Linked DNA regions of Mus musculus: regions 1 and 2 are each linked to region 3. The links are chromatin contacts, called in public HiCAR-type and promoter capture Hi-C maps. All regions are on one chromosome and are shown on one strand. Each heading gives the region's core, a stretch centred on a gene start, on an enhancer-like site or on the middle of the called end of the contact. The rest is flanking DNA. Distances are from core to core; before and after follow the strand shown.

The links. HiCAR-type assays count read pairs that join an accessible place to other places. Capture Hi-C pulls out chosen DNA fragments and counts their contacts.
Region 1: a contact with region 3 is called in a promoter capture Hi-C map of adipose tissue. The contact joins two enhancer-like sites. A contact is called at or near these places in 1 of 484 Hi-C or Micro-C datasets (the HL-1 cell line), 2 of 115 datasets of contacts at active chromatin or transcription factors (acute myeloid leukemia and memory CD8 T cells) and 2 of 9 other capture datasets (adipose tissue and liver).
Region 2: a HiCAR-type map of astrocytes shows a contact between it and region 3, with 3 times the contacts expected there. The contact joins two enhancer-like sites. A contact is called at or near these places in 2 of 115 datasets of contacts at active chromatin or transcription factors (astrocytes and large pre-B cells) and 2 of 9 other capture datasets (adipose tissue and pancreatic islet).

What each region holds. Positions count from the first base shown.
Region 1 is chr12:82,254,548-82,258,667 of GRCm38.p6, reverse strand. It overlaps a transcript of Sipa1l1 not described here. Among named protein-coding and RNA genes, the nearest start is that of Sipa1l1, 55 kb to the left of the region's middle. Within about 2 kb of position 2,332, at least 51 of the 459 cell types and tissues checked have an H3K27ac peak or open chromatin away from gene starts, as enhancers often do. A contact at or near this core is called in the HL-1 cell line and adipose tissue, where this site is marked.
Region 2 is chr12:82,414,153-82,418,509 of GRCm38.p6, reverse strand. Sipa1l1 (signal-induced proliferation-associated 1 like 1) reads right to left here. Exons shown (of 21, transcript NM_172579.3): 11 at 1,460-1,606. Among named protein-coding and RNA genes, the nearest start is that of Gm30916, 25 kb to the right of the region's middle. Within about 2 kb of position 2,554, at least 53 of the 459 cell types and tissues checked have an H3K27ac peak or open chromatin away from gene starts, as enhancers often do. A contact at or near this core is called in astrocytes, where this site is marked.
Region 3 is chr12:81,970,058-81,974,417 of GRCm38.p6, reverse strand. Pcnx (pecanex homolog) reads right to left here. Exons shown (of 36, transcript NM_018814.3): 20 at 3,022-3,172; 21 at 1,063-1,204; 22 at 1-28. Among named protein-coding and RNA genes, the nearest start is that of Gm30799, 97 kb to the left of the region's middle. Within about 2 kb of position 2,892, at least 182 of the 459 cell types and tissues checked have an H3K27ac peak or open chromatin away from gene starts, as enhancers often do. A contact at or near this core is called in the HL-1 cell line, adipose tissue and astrocytes, where this site is marked.

The sequences.
Region 1 (4,120 bases), core at 1,083-3,582, 280 kb before region 3:
CTCACTGCTGCTCAATGCTTTAGCAAGCCTCTTAGGATTTCCATCTATCCTCTGGGCTTTGAGTCAAGTAACTAAAATCTTGGCTTAGAAGGAAGTATGTTAATTTGGGATCTTGACCCTTTTAAAAGCTAAAGAAGAGAATGTTATACTACATGCTTTGCATTTTTTAGGTCAGTCTATGAGATGTGATTGTTTTCAGTTACTTCAGTTCTATTTGGTTGTTTGGTCTAAAGGAACTGAAGGGTACCTACAGACTGCCTCTGACACAGAAATGATGAATCTGACCAAGGCATTTTAAGGTCTTCAAGACTGACTCAAGCCCGAAAGGCAGTTTACCAGTTCTTTCATCCTTGACAACAACTACTCCTGGGAGACAGGAGTGATGTCCTGGGACTCACCCATCACCTATCCACCCAGAGAGCACTTGCTTGGTTCTCCCTGTGTCTCGGGTACTAGAGATTCACTTAGCAGGAAGTGATGAGCAGGATGGACTGGAATCTGCGTGCACGAGTCAGTCTCAGTCTCTGCCCTCCTCTGCACCACTTACTGGACTCAACTAGACAATATGCTTCAAAACCATGCTAACCAGCAAACTTTCTCCTCACCTCGGTGCTAAGACATATACTTTTTTCATTTCCTTGGTAAAGCAGTATAAACTCTGCTTAAAGCAAGCAGAAAGCTGTATTTTTATAAATATCATACATGGGTAAAGGTTCAACTAGGAGGGCCCTTAGGAATATTCTGGGCAATAATACATGACAGAGGTCACCGGGAAAGTTGGCTCTTTTCTGGAACTAAGAAAGCAACAGGAGGTCGCACCTAAACTGCCTGACTGGTCACATGGCTCATGAGGAAGTCTCACTTTGTAGACTTCAGATCTCAGACTCACAAATAAGCACCACACAGACCTGTGTATGCCAATCAAGATTCCAACAGATTCCCAACAATCTTGTGTTTCTACTTGTCCTGAACCTTGATCACCACACTAACAGGATTGCAATCAGAACTCTAGTTCACAAAACAATCATTTCCCGTGGGTAAATCTGAGCTTTGTTTTGGTTTTTATTTTCATTTATATTGAATCTTTAACTCCTTCTTAGCCCAGGCTGGCTTCAAACTCTCAGAGCTCTGCCTGCCTCTGCCTCCTGTGTAAACTCTGAGATTAAAGATGTGCTCCACCACTGCCTAGCTGCAATCACTCACCATTTCCTTATCAGCTCATTTTCATTGCATTTCTTTTTTCTAACCTCGACATGTAGACCAAATTGGGACTTGAACTTACAAAGATTCTCCTGCCTCTACCTCCCATGAACTGGGATTAAAAACTGCACTACCACCTGGCACGAATTTTAACTTTGGCTAGGTCTTTTTAAGATTTTTAAAACAAAAAGATACCTTATCAGTCTCAAAAACAGCAAAAGTTTCTCACCGCCTACAGAAAGAGGATCCAAATTCTTCAGTAGGGCTCGGCTCCAGCTGAACTTCTCAGCTATTTCCCCTGCCCTTCTCATGCCCTTCCCTGCAGACACGCTGAACCCACAGCAGTCCTGTGCTCCCTCGCTTAGGCCCTGTTCACAAAGTCCCCCATAACACTACCCTATAACTCCAAAGTTCATCTCTCCTGCTGTGCCTAATTCAAGGGCCACCTCTAGGCATTTCTTAGTGTCTCTGCTGAGTCACCACAGGGTAGGCCTCACATACTGAAATAGCATGAGACCAACTTTAGAGACCAACACCATACACAGCTCTACTCTACCATAATAGTTAGGCCTGAACAACACAGGGCAATATAATTAACTATATAAGACCTGGGGCTCCAGGCAACATTTAATGCCTTGAGCTCAAAAACTCTCAATGTTAACAAAAGGCTAGCCTTGCTTGGATGGCATGAGCTGGCTGGAGCAGATTCATCAGGAACCTCAGTTTTTTACCTGTGAAGAGCTACATCTATTTCATAGCAAGAGAACAAATGAGGGCAAAGACACACCTCTGTTACCCATAGTGCCATGGCTATCAACTGATTGTGAAAAGATAGGAGTCAAAATGATCTTGGGCTACCTTAGTCCACTGACAGTATTCCATTGTCTGCCCCTGTATCTGACCTAACATTCTTAAGACTATTAGGTAAACCCCTTTGGAATGCAATAACAGACCCCTAGCTTCCATCAACCTAAGAATGTCATTAGATAGCATCTGAGACCTGGAGCGGAGGCCCGCCTGCCTGTTACTTCCACCCACATAAATGAAAAGGGCCTTTCGGGCTAGTTCTTTGTTCTCTTACTACAAACACTGTGTTCAACTATTACCACATAGGAACACAGTGTCTGGGGTGACCTGAATCTGTGTCCCCGGGCCGCAGCCATTCTTATTTGGCCCAGAATAAACTGTCTCACTCCCTCTGGGGTAAAAGTTGTGTTTTTACACTAAAGAAGCCGCTGACGCACAGCATGTAGGGCTAATGAACACACTTCAGACCTCCCAGCTCCCAGCTCTTCTCTCTGATGCAAGTCTCAGGGACCAAAGTCCTTCTCTATGGTAACACCTCCTTGGAGGTCACCCTGCACAGCCCTGGTAGACATTCTGTAAGGTTCCCTGGCAAATAAAAGCCAGAGAAGTTAAAAAGTTCTGAGGCTAAGAAACAAGGGTCAACACTTGGTAAAATGTAGCTTATTTAGAAGATTCCATTCAAATACTAATGACTAATCTGCAAATGCCTATGAACAAACAGACTACTACACCCCCCATGGCTGTCAGCTCCTCTACTTGGCTTCTAGAATATCCCTTGTGAAGGTCACTTGGCCTTGCAGTTACCACCACTTCATTTGTCTTAGTTTGAGTTTTACTGCTGTGAACAGACACCATGACCAAGGCAACTCTTGTAAGGACAACATTTACTTGGGGCTGGCTTACAGGTTCAGAGGTTCAGTCCATTATCATCAAGACAGGAGCTCAGCAGCATCCAGGCAGGCCTGGTGCAGGAGGAGCTGAGAGTTCTACATCCTCATTCAAGGGAAGGCAGGGGCAAAATGTTCTCAGGCAGCCAGGAGGAGGGTCTCAAAGTCTACCCCCACAGTGACACACTTCCTTCAACAAGGCCGCACCTATTCCAACAGGGCCACACCTCCTAAAAGTGCCAAGTCCTGGGCCAAGCATATTCAAACCACATCATTAAAGCATCTCTATCACCATTTACAATATATTTGCCTTTAATTTTTTTCATGATCTTACACGGGCTACAAGAGCAGAGGCTCTAAGCAGGCCAGACCTGTGTGTGACTGCCCTTTCTTTCCAACCCTTCCTCAGACTCCCTTCCAGAGAACTGGAATTATCCACATCTCACGGCACCTCAGAATCATGTGGGTCCCTCTGTTAAGTGATTGTCACTACTAAGACCATACATGATTAAGGTTTGAACAGACCTAGATAGATGTTCTCATTCAGCCTGGAATTCAATGTCGGGTCAAAGTAAGGGGTTGGGGGTGGGGGCTTACCAAACATTTTCATTACTAGTAAACACAAAAATCAGAAATGACAGAACAGAGACCTGAAACTGGAAATGTACATGGCTCTTTTTGTCCCATCAAGTTCTGTAACTGACACCCAGAGTCACTCATATTCTCTCTTGAAGGGAAAATCGGTGTTTTACATTCATTTTTCCTGATTTGTCATAAAAATAACTTAGCTTATATTACATCAGTGAAATTACTCATCAATTTAATTAAATAAATAAAAGTTGGTAACTTTTTTCAAGACAGTGTTTGTTTCTCTATGTAGCCATGGCTATCCTAGAACTCTCTTTGTAGACCAGGCTAGCCTCAAACTCAGAGATCCAAATGCCTCTGCCTCCCAAGTGCTGGAATTAAAGATGTGTATCACCACACTCCACTCTATATAAAATACATTTTAACTTCATTATTGTCCAATGAGTACTAACTCACTAAAATGTCCATTTTCTACCGATAGTTCAGAAATCCAGAATAAAAAATGAATGTCCCACCTGTCTTTGTGTAGAGTGTTAGTGAAGACAGAGAAGTCATGACCCTGAAATTAACCCCGGGGTACCCTGCACCTGTGTGCAGCACATTCCTGGACAGTGTAGACAGGGGCTGTGTGACTTCAG
Region 2 (4,357 bases), core at 1,305-3,804, 440 kb before region 3:
CATATAAAATCTAATTAAAGTAAGAAATAATTAGTTGGGTTTGTGGCATGATAAAATAAGTGACTCAAAAAAACCTCTGCAGGGACTGATGAAGAAAAGCTAAAATTATTTTCGAGTCATCACTGATGCAGTTACATAAGATGTGTGCCCTTCAGACAGGCTATTGACGAAGACAACAGCATGGAGGAGGAGTATCCTGGAGTGGTTTTATCACCTACCTTCTGTTAGCATAAACATGTAGCACCCCCCCCTCCCCACATACACACACAACAAAAAGCATATTCAATAGTTAGTGAGTTCAAGTCCCAGAACCTACATAGTAGCTCGTATCCATCCATAACTGTAGTTCCAGGGCATCTAATACCTTCTTCATCCCTAAGGGTAACACACACACACACACACACACACACACACACAGTGAACATACATATATGTGAGCAGAATACTCATGCACATACAAATAAACAAACCTTTTAAAAAAGATCCAACAGAAATCCTGGTCATGGTAAATAAATATCCACTATGAGGACATTAAGCTTGCTAATGAATTGCTTGCATGGTGAATTCTCAGAAAAGTAACCAAATCCCATGCCTGTATGTTAAACATAGTCCTTAGAAAAATGTGAAATAGAACCATTTGGTTTTTGAATGGTTCAAGTTCTTTCTCAGGGCCAGCAGCACCCACAGTTTGGTTTTCTTATTCTGAGCAAAGGCAGTTTGTGTGTGGCATGCTGGGCTTCCAAGCCTCAGACACTCCAGCATCCTCAGCCTTCAGTGACCTTTAAACTTTGTGCATTTCCCTTCCTTTGAAAGTTTTGTTCTGTTTTCTAGTGGTGCTACAGACAAAACCTAGGGCCTGTTCTATAAGTTTTGTCAGAAACAAACAGTTCCTTCTGGGAATTTAGTGTCAAGGAAGATTGAAACAAAACAAAACAACAAAACAAAACAAATTGCTGGGTAATGGTGGCCCAAGCCTTTAATCCCAGTCCTCGGGAAGCAGAGGCAGGAGGATCCCTATGAGCTCAAGGCCAGCCTGGTCTACAGAGAGAGTTCCAGGACATCTACACAGAGAAACTCTGTCTGGAAAAACCCAACAACAGAAAACCAACAAAACACAGGCCTCTTACAAGACAACGTTAAGCTCTGGGCGTGGTTATCATTTTCTCTGTATCAGCAGCAATCCGAACTACACTGCAAGGAGTATTCTGCTGCGTTCACTTTGGAGGAAATACAAGACAAAATCCTTCTAGTGGCACTGACTGGTCCGTGTGATGAAGGAACTGATGCTATCTGACTTTGCTGCCACACAGGACTGACCATGTTCTTCAGTGGTCTGACCTAGACGCTGGGACAGTCTTCTATCTGGAGGGTTGGCTACCTCTTCTCTGCTGGTTTCATGCAGTTCTGTGTGGCCTGTCTGAACACAGGATACTGAAGATGGACTCCTTGCCATACCTACCCTTCGGGCATGGATTTTTGTCTGTAGGTACCACCTCCAGAGCCAGTCTCACTGGACGAAGACAAGTTGCTGGGAGAGTTACGGCACTGGGATCTCGCCAAAGCCATGGATGAGACTGTCACATAGATGTCCGAACCAGGAGACAGCCTGCAAGTATGAAGTGAAGATAGGAAGTCAATAACTCAGGGGGAAAAACCCCAAGGCACAGTAGAAGATATCATGTAAAGACCACAAAAGCAGAGGCCCCATAGAGAGAGTGGGAAGTGAAGTCAGCTGGAAGCCCATAAGAGAAACCTCCCCCAACACTGCCCCTATGGGAAAAGCTGGAAAACTGCCTCCAGGAGTGAGAACCCCTCAAAAATTTCAGGGGGAAAAGACCTGGAAAATATACATGACTCCAAAAAAAGCTGCCAGGATTCAATCAGTGAAATACTGTGCAGTCGCCAGGCTGGGGGCGGGGGGGGGGGGTGGAACTGGATGCCAGTGACAACTGGATAACCAGTTGATTCCAGGTTCTCACTGTGAGAGCACAGTCCCCATGTGCTTCTTTGTTTTCTATCTCATTACTCAGTTTGCAATAGTCAGGCTCTGACAATTAGTTTTTATAATTTTGGTTGATAGTAGCATCACACTAAAAACACATTTAAAAAATTTCTGTAATTGCACGTGTTGGATTTGATTAAAATGATACATTTAGATAACTTCTCAGTAGAGGTGTGCTGTGTCTGGGCCTCAGCATATTGCTCAGCTGACTCTCAAGGCCGAGGCTGGAGTTCTGTGGGCAAGACAGACACATTCTCCCCCGATCCTATCTATTCTAGTCGGCAGTGGGGCAGGCAGCCACAGGGATATCTGTAAGTGTTGACAACTTGAGCAGACTTAATAACAAAGCAACTTTATTTCAAATGCTGCCTGCAGATGCCTGGCCTCCCACTAGGGCAGGCTGCTTCCATGTGATAGCAGAAGAAATGGGGTCTAAGTCATTCACCCTAAGCCACAATAGGCTAGGTTGCTTGGCCAAGTCTACTGCATTTTCTATGAGCTGCTGTCCACAGAGAAGGCAAGGAGTCCTTCCACTGATTGACAGTCTGTATGGGTTTGGCATGGTCTACAGACTTCTAATGTGAAGTCATCTTTGGTTCCAAGCAGAGTGGAAACCCTGGGCCAGAGCCTGGCTGGCTGGAACGAAGCCATTCCTCCAATGAGTCTACAGATGGGAGGTGTTTGGCTCAGCAGGTGGCAGAAGGGCTCAGAGACCCAGTCCAGGAAGCTTTCCTAGGGAGAGAAGGAGGTAAGGAGAGCTGCTCAGAGTCTAGCACTGCATTGACCTATGAGGCAGATCAGAGTTCTCTCTGGCTGTCTCCTAGATACTGCTCCTTAATCCGAGAGACTTGAGGAGATTTAGCAATTCAAATCAAGCCTCTTCAAATCTAACAGCTTTCCTCCCGTGTTGTGAGTGGAACCGGTCCCTCCTCTATTTGTTCTAACAAGTTAAGCACACTGAAGCCATGCTTCCTTTGCCTCCTAACTTTCAGAGTTAATTGTCCTAATGTGCACATTTGTGGACTACACACAAAATGTGTCCTGGCACCATAGGTAGTGGTCTTGAAAGTATGGCTTGACGTCATGGGCTCCACCATGACTGCCCTCTGATCTCTTCCACCCAACGGTCTCCCGACTTCCAGGCTCTCTCCATCCCACCCCTCCAATAGCTCCTACCGATGTTCTTCCACAATGCCAACCAGTGCTAGAGGCTTCTCTAAAGTCTGCCTTGTCCATAAGACATCACCAAAACCCTGTAGCTGTGGACAGCCCCGGGTTTGCTTGTATTTTGATGCCAATTCCGCTCTCCTGGGAGGGGTTGTGAGGAATGAGTCACCTACTCTGGTGACTTGTGAACCATCCCCTAATGAATAAAGGAGCAAATCACTGGGGACGTAGGCAGGAATTCCAGGTTGTATGGAGGAAGAGAGGAAGCAGGAGAGAGTTAGAGCATTTTGGAGAGGAGTGAGAACAAGATGTACCAACTAGAGTCTCCCGGTTTCAATGGTGGGTCTGTCAGGATTCGCTACCGTTGGATTTAGATTTAATAAGGTTTATAAGATTAGGATTTTAGTTGTTCCCAGCAAGACTAAGTTACTGTCGTTTCTGAAATAAATTTGTGTAGTGTTTTCATTCTTGCAGTGGTTTGACTGGGTTCAAGAGAGAAAGGTATGACAGCAAAGCGTGGGTTTGCCAGATGTGCACCACAAAGGCTGTGGGAGGTTTGAAGCACTGAGCTGGCATGGTAGTGACCCGCCAGTAAGAACCTTGCAAGCTAGGGGGAAACGTTTCGGGAGCTCTGGGCCAGAGAGACTTCACAAGATAAGAACAGGCTGGCTAGCCCGCCGAGGCAGAGAACTGCTGGCAGTAGCGTGGGAACTTGACATTCTTTTTTATATTTCCTGAAACACCCTGTCACCTTCTTCAAGGCGCTGCACCATCCAATCTGATTCCATTCTCACACCCATGCAACCTTAATTGCTCCCCATATCTTGTATTCTGGATTGGCTGACTAAGATTCAGAGTACCACTGTATCCATACTTTCCATTCATCCACAGCCTACCTAGAATGCCTTCCTATCTTCCTATTAACCCCCAATTCTCCAATACTGTATCTGAATGCACAGAGCAGAACCTCTTCAAATCCTATAGCAGTCTATTCCATGTAATATCACATCACATCACAAAGAATGGACTATCTCACAAGTACCTATTTCTCCATGAGACTCTGTCTCAACAGCACAGGACCGATCCTATTTATCTTCATGTTACATGTATGAATGCTTTGGCTGTAAGCACAGGACCGATCCTATTTATCTTCATGTTACATGTATGAATGCTTTGGCTGTATATACA
Region 3 (4,360 bases), core at 1,643-4,142:
AGCGATGGTAATCATCAAAGCACCCAACCTGTAGCAGAGACAGGCACAGCCCATCAGCCTGTGCTGCAAACACCCAGCATCCACCAGCCAGAGGCCAGCACATGCTCCATAGGCTTTTGATAGAGACCAGACAGACGTCTGGAACTGATGTACAGAAGTGGGGTGTGTGTGTGTGTGTGTGTGTGTGTGTGTGTGTGTGTGTGTACACAACTGTAATCCCAGTACTCAGGAGATCACAGTGGCAACTCCTTTGTCTCAGGAAATAGATACACAATAACAGTGATCTCTATGATAAGTTTATGAAACCCTGAAAGGCATGAATACAACATTCTTTATTAGTACACACTATGAATTTTATCTTCTACATAAATAAGCATGTTTAAAAAAAAATAAAAGTTATAGTTCTAAAACCTGGTTCTCTAGCTTTTCAATTTAATACTAGCAGCATTTAATACATGAGAAACATGTACCAACACTCCCTAACATGGAACTAAAACTACCGAGTCTGACTGAGGATAACTGTGTAGGCAAATGACCCCCTACATGGTCTGATGTGCACAGTACACAGCAGCCACCTCCCAAACCTGCCATTTAATATTCAAAGCTAACTTTACTTGTAATATTAAAATTATGGTTTCTCATCTATTTTGCATAAATGCATACATATGTGTGTGCACGAGCACACTTGCCATAACGTGTGTGGTGGTCAGAAGACAACTTGCTGGAGTCGGTTCTCTTCTTCCATTCCGTGGGTCCAGGGATTGGGCTCAGGTCATGAGGCTTAGCAGCAGGGACCTTTACCTGCTGAGCTATCTAGCAGGCACCCTCGCATAAAATACTGGTTGGCATTAAAAAGTCAAGAACAATAAAAGTACAGTGATGCCCCCCAAAAAAGGGGAAGACCAAGACATCTTCACCTGAGCGGTCCCTCTTCTGATGCCGTGTGACAGAAACATGTTTAGTGGCATCTGACCAATGATTCAAGATGCTTCACCACGTGTGTAAGGTGTTGTTTATTATTGTTCTAATCTAAGGACATGGATCGGGTGACTATATACTCACTCTGTATCTAGTTTCTTTGGGCTGGCAATTGTCTCTGCACTGCTGCTAAGCTCGTTGAGGACAATCAGTGGATAGATGATATTCTTCTCCACAAAAAGAAGCCACACATGAAGTTTTTCGAACCACATCATAGTGGCTGCATCTGAGAGGCAACAAGTCCAGAGATCACAATGCATACAGTGCTCAAGGCAGTCGGGCATACGGTAAGCAGAAAGGATGGCCTTAGGACTCAAGTTTAGCTCAATGCTATGAGTACAAAACCATACGAAGCCCGTACTTCAATGTCTACTTTTATGTGATCGACCGCATGCATGCAGGCATACACACGTGTACACACACACACACATTCAGGTGCACACACACGCATATGCACACGCATACGCAAATACACAGTTTCTGACCTAGACATAACTCATACTTGGCTAACTTTACTTTTATAAGCTGTTGTGTAAAGCTACGTGTCACCCCGGGGCCTTAGCACATAGGAGCCAACTGTTCACCATGCACCCGCATCTCCAGCATTTCATTTCTTGAGATCTTATTTTTCACTATAATTTTTCTCATTTTCTACATTTGTATATAGGAAAAGTTGCTAAAGGTTCTCGGGCTGTACTCAATCCTAGATAAGTAAGCGCTACTAAAGCACCTGACTTCTCAATAGGAAAGTCTATGCTCTAGATGCACACACTCATAGTTTACAGTCACCCAGCTTATAAGGCGTTTCTTCACTAGTGGCATATGGTGGTTAAGGTGGTAAGCTCTTTGGCTCTCTAAAAGCACTACGCCAGGCTGCTAGGCAGTCTTTACATTTCTAATATCAGTACAAAGAAAAAACCAAAACACCCCCCAAAACAAAACAAAACCAGTTTAGTTCTATAGTTCAGTATTTTCAAGAAGTCAAAAATGTTATGGCAATTCAAAATCTGTAAACATTTTAGACTGATTAAAGCAACCAATAAAACTATTGATTTTAAAAATGAACTATTTGGTATATTTATATATAAAAGTGGGAAATGCTTCATCATAGAAAAGCAAACCAGAGCCTGTCTCTGTGGGCTACGTTTCCGGTGCAGAGGCTGGCAGCACCAGCCTCACAGTCTCCTTTAGTTTCCCTTACTAAAAGGTCTCCAGAGCATCGTCCCACTCTCTGCTCATTAGTATTCGGTGGCCTCTCCAGCGTCCAGGCTGTGGGCAGCACCAGGACCACACGGCTTCAGTCAGGTTCATTAAGAGGCCCATTGTGAGAACAGAAAGTCAACTCTGCTACAGCTTCAAAGGCTTCAATGTTCTTCAAAAATATCAACTCATACTCAAATGACTGGCTGAGTCACCCTCTTCACAGTACTTCACTCAAGTCCAAGGAGGAAAGCTTGCTACATTCAGTCACTTGTGTGTAGCACAGCCCGTCACAGGACCAACGGACAAGGAAGAGTGAGTCAGAGTTTACAGTGGAGGGAGAAGCTGGCTGAATGGACAGGCCTTCCTCTCTTCTCCAGTCACTTCACTGCTTACCCAGATCTGAGCAGAAATTACAGAAAGGACTGTCACTACTGTTCTTAAGTAAGACAGTGTTTCTTGTGGCATAAGGGACAAAGGCCTTCCTTCCTTCCTTATGCTTAAATTAAAACCTTTCAAATGGAGGACTGGATGGGGACTGAGCTGCTTGTATACTGATTAGGGAGAAGATGGATCGGGGACGTTAGAGAAGTCACACGCCAGACACACTAGGGACAGGTGTGAGAGGTAGAGCAGGAAGTGTAGGTCTACTCTCGGAAGACGGCCTGGGAGCACAGCTGCTGCTCTTTTAGCAGAAGACAGTGCCCTGCAGGCGACACTTCACCGGAAGCTTCAAACCCACTGCAAGAAGCCAGAGCTAAAGCGTGACTCAATGCTGTCTGCTTAACTCACCACGGGCATACCAGAGTGGGCAGAGCCCGAGGGCGGCAGAGACATACTCACTTCGGACTTCATACTGACTGTGCTCGGCTGTCCTCAGCAGAGGCCGGGAGAAGCAGTGCCAGGGGAGCTGCTTCCTCACCTGAGGCAGCACATAATGGGTTACAAGCCCCACAACACCAACCAGCGCGTACAGCACGTACTTGAGAGCAGGCTGAAAGACAGACAGAGTTCAGGGCGAGAGGAGGTGAGGAGCCCTCGCTGGCTTCATGACCAGCTTCCACTTTTTTTGGTTTCAGTTTTCATCCAATAATGAGGAACAGTAAAGTTAATCTTAGAATCAAACAAAACAAAATTTGTTTCTGTATTTGTAGGGTTTTGTTTTTGTTTTTTTTTCCTGCCTAAATAAGCCACCACTGTTAACTGACTGCCCTTACACATATCTGAAGCATGGTAACTACTTTGGTGTCTGACACTACATTCAATGAAAGTAGCTAGAATTGTTGCTTCCTGCTCCAAGAATGTTCTCCATCACTGTCTGAGCTAGTGAAGGTAAAGGCCATGAGCTAGGTCCTGGAGGAAGAGCAGGATGAGGAGCACGTCTTTGTACGCTGTGCTGTGAGAGGCAGGTCCCTGCACGATCAGATTCACAGCAGGAGGAATCAACACCATTTCTTCTGATATTAACACCAAGAGCCATATACATCTAAAACTCTAGGCCCACTGAGACATGAACGAGTGTCCAGCTGTACCCTGAGGAACACTGGCCCTTATCTCACTTTAAGTGTTCAGGAATGCAAGTTGAAATTGGAAAGAAGAAAAACAAGCAAACATGCTTAACAATATTAAATAATCGAGTGAGCCTTTGCTTCTGGCTCAGTGGAGTAACAGAGACTTACCCTCCCGTAGGAAAGAACCAAAATCAAATACAACCCGCGACCCAGTGGTTTGTATTAGGCAAGATTTACAGAAATAAGCCTATGCCCAGAAGTAAGGAACCAAGGAGGGGATTGTGCTGGCCCTGCTCACAGCTCCAAGAGAGGGCTAGGAACTGGGAGGACAGGGAAACCACAGGGGAGACCCTTGAGATCTGTAGGCGGTCTGAGGAGCAAAGAACCACAGGAGGACAACAAAGCACACAACACAAGGCCTCACAGGGCCGGGAGAGCGCCTTCCCCACAAGCTAGCCTGGGGAAGCTCAAGGTCACATACACCAAGCAGAGGCCTAAGGGTGCCCATCCCTACTTATTTACAAGGAGATCCAAATGTGGTCTAGCTAAACTTGGCCCCGTTCCACCTCATAAACTGCTTTAACCAAAACCAAGACCTGAGGGGATCAAGATATTAAGAGATTAAGACTATCTAGGGACCATGTTCAAGTACTTCTGGAAATACAGAACTT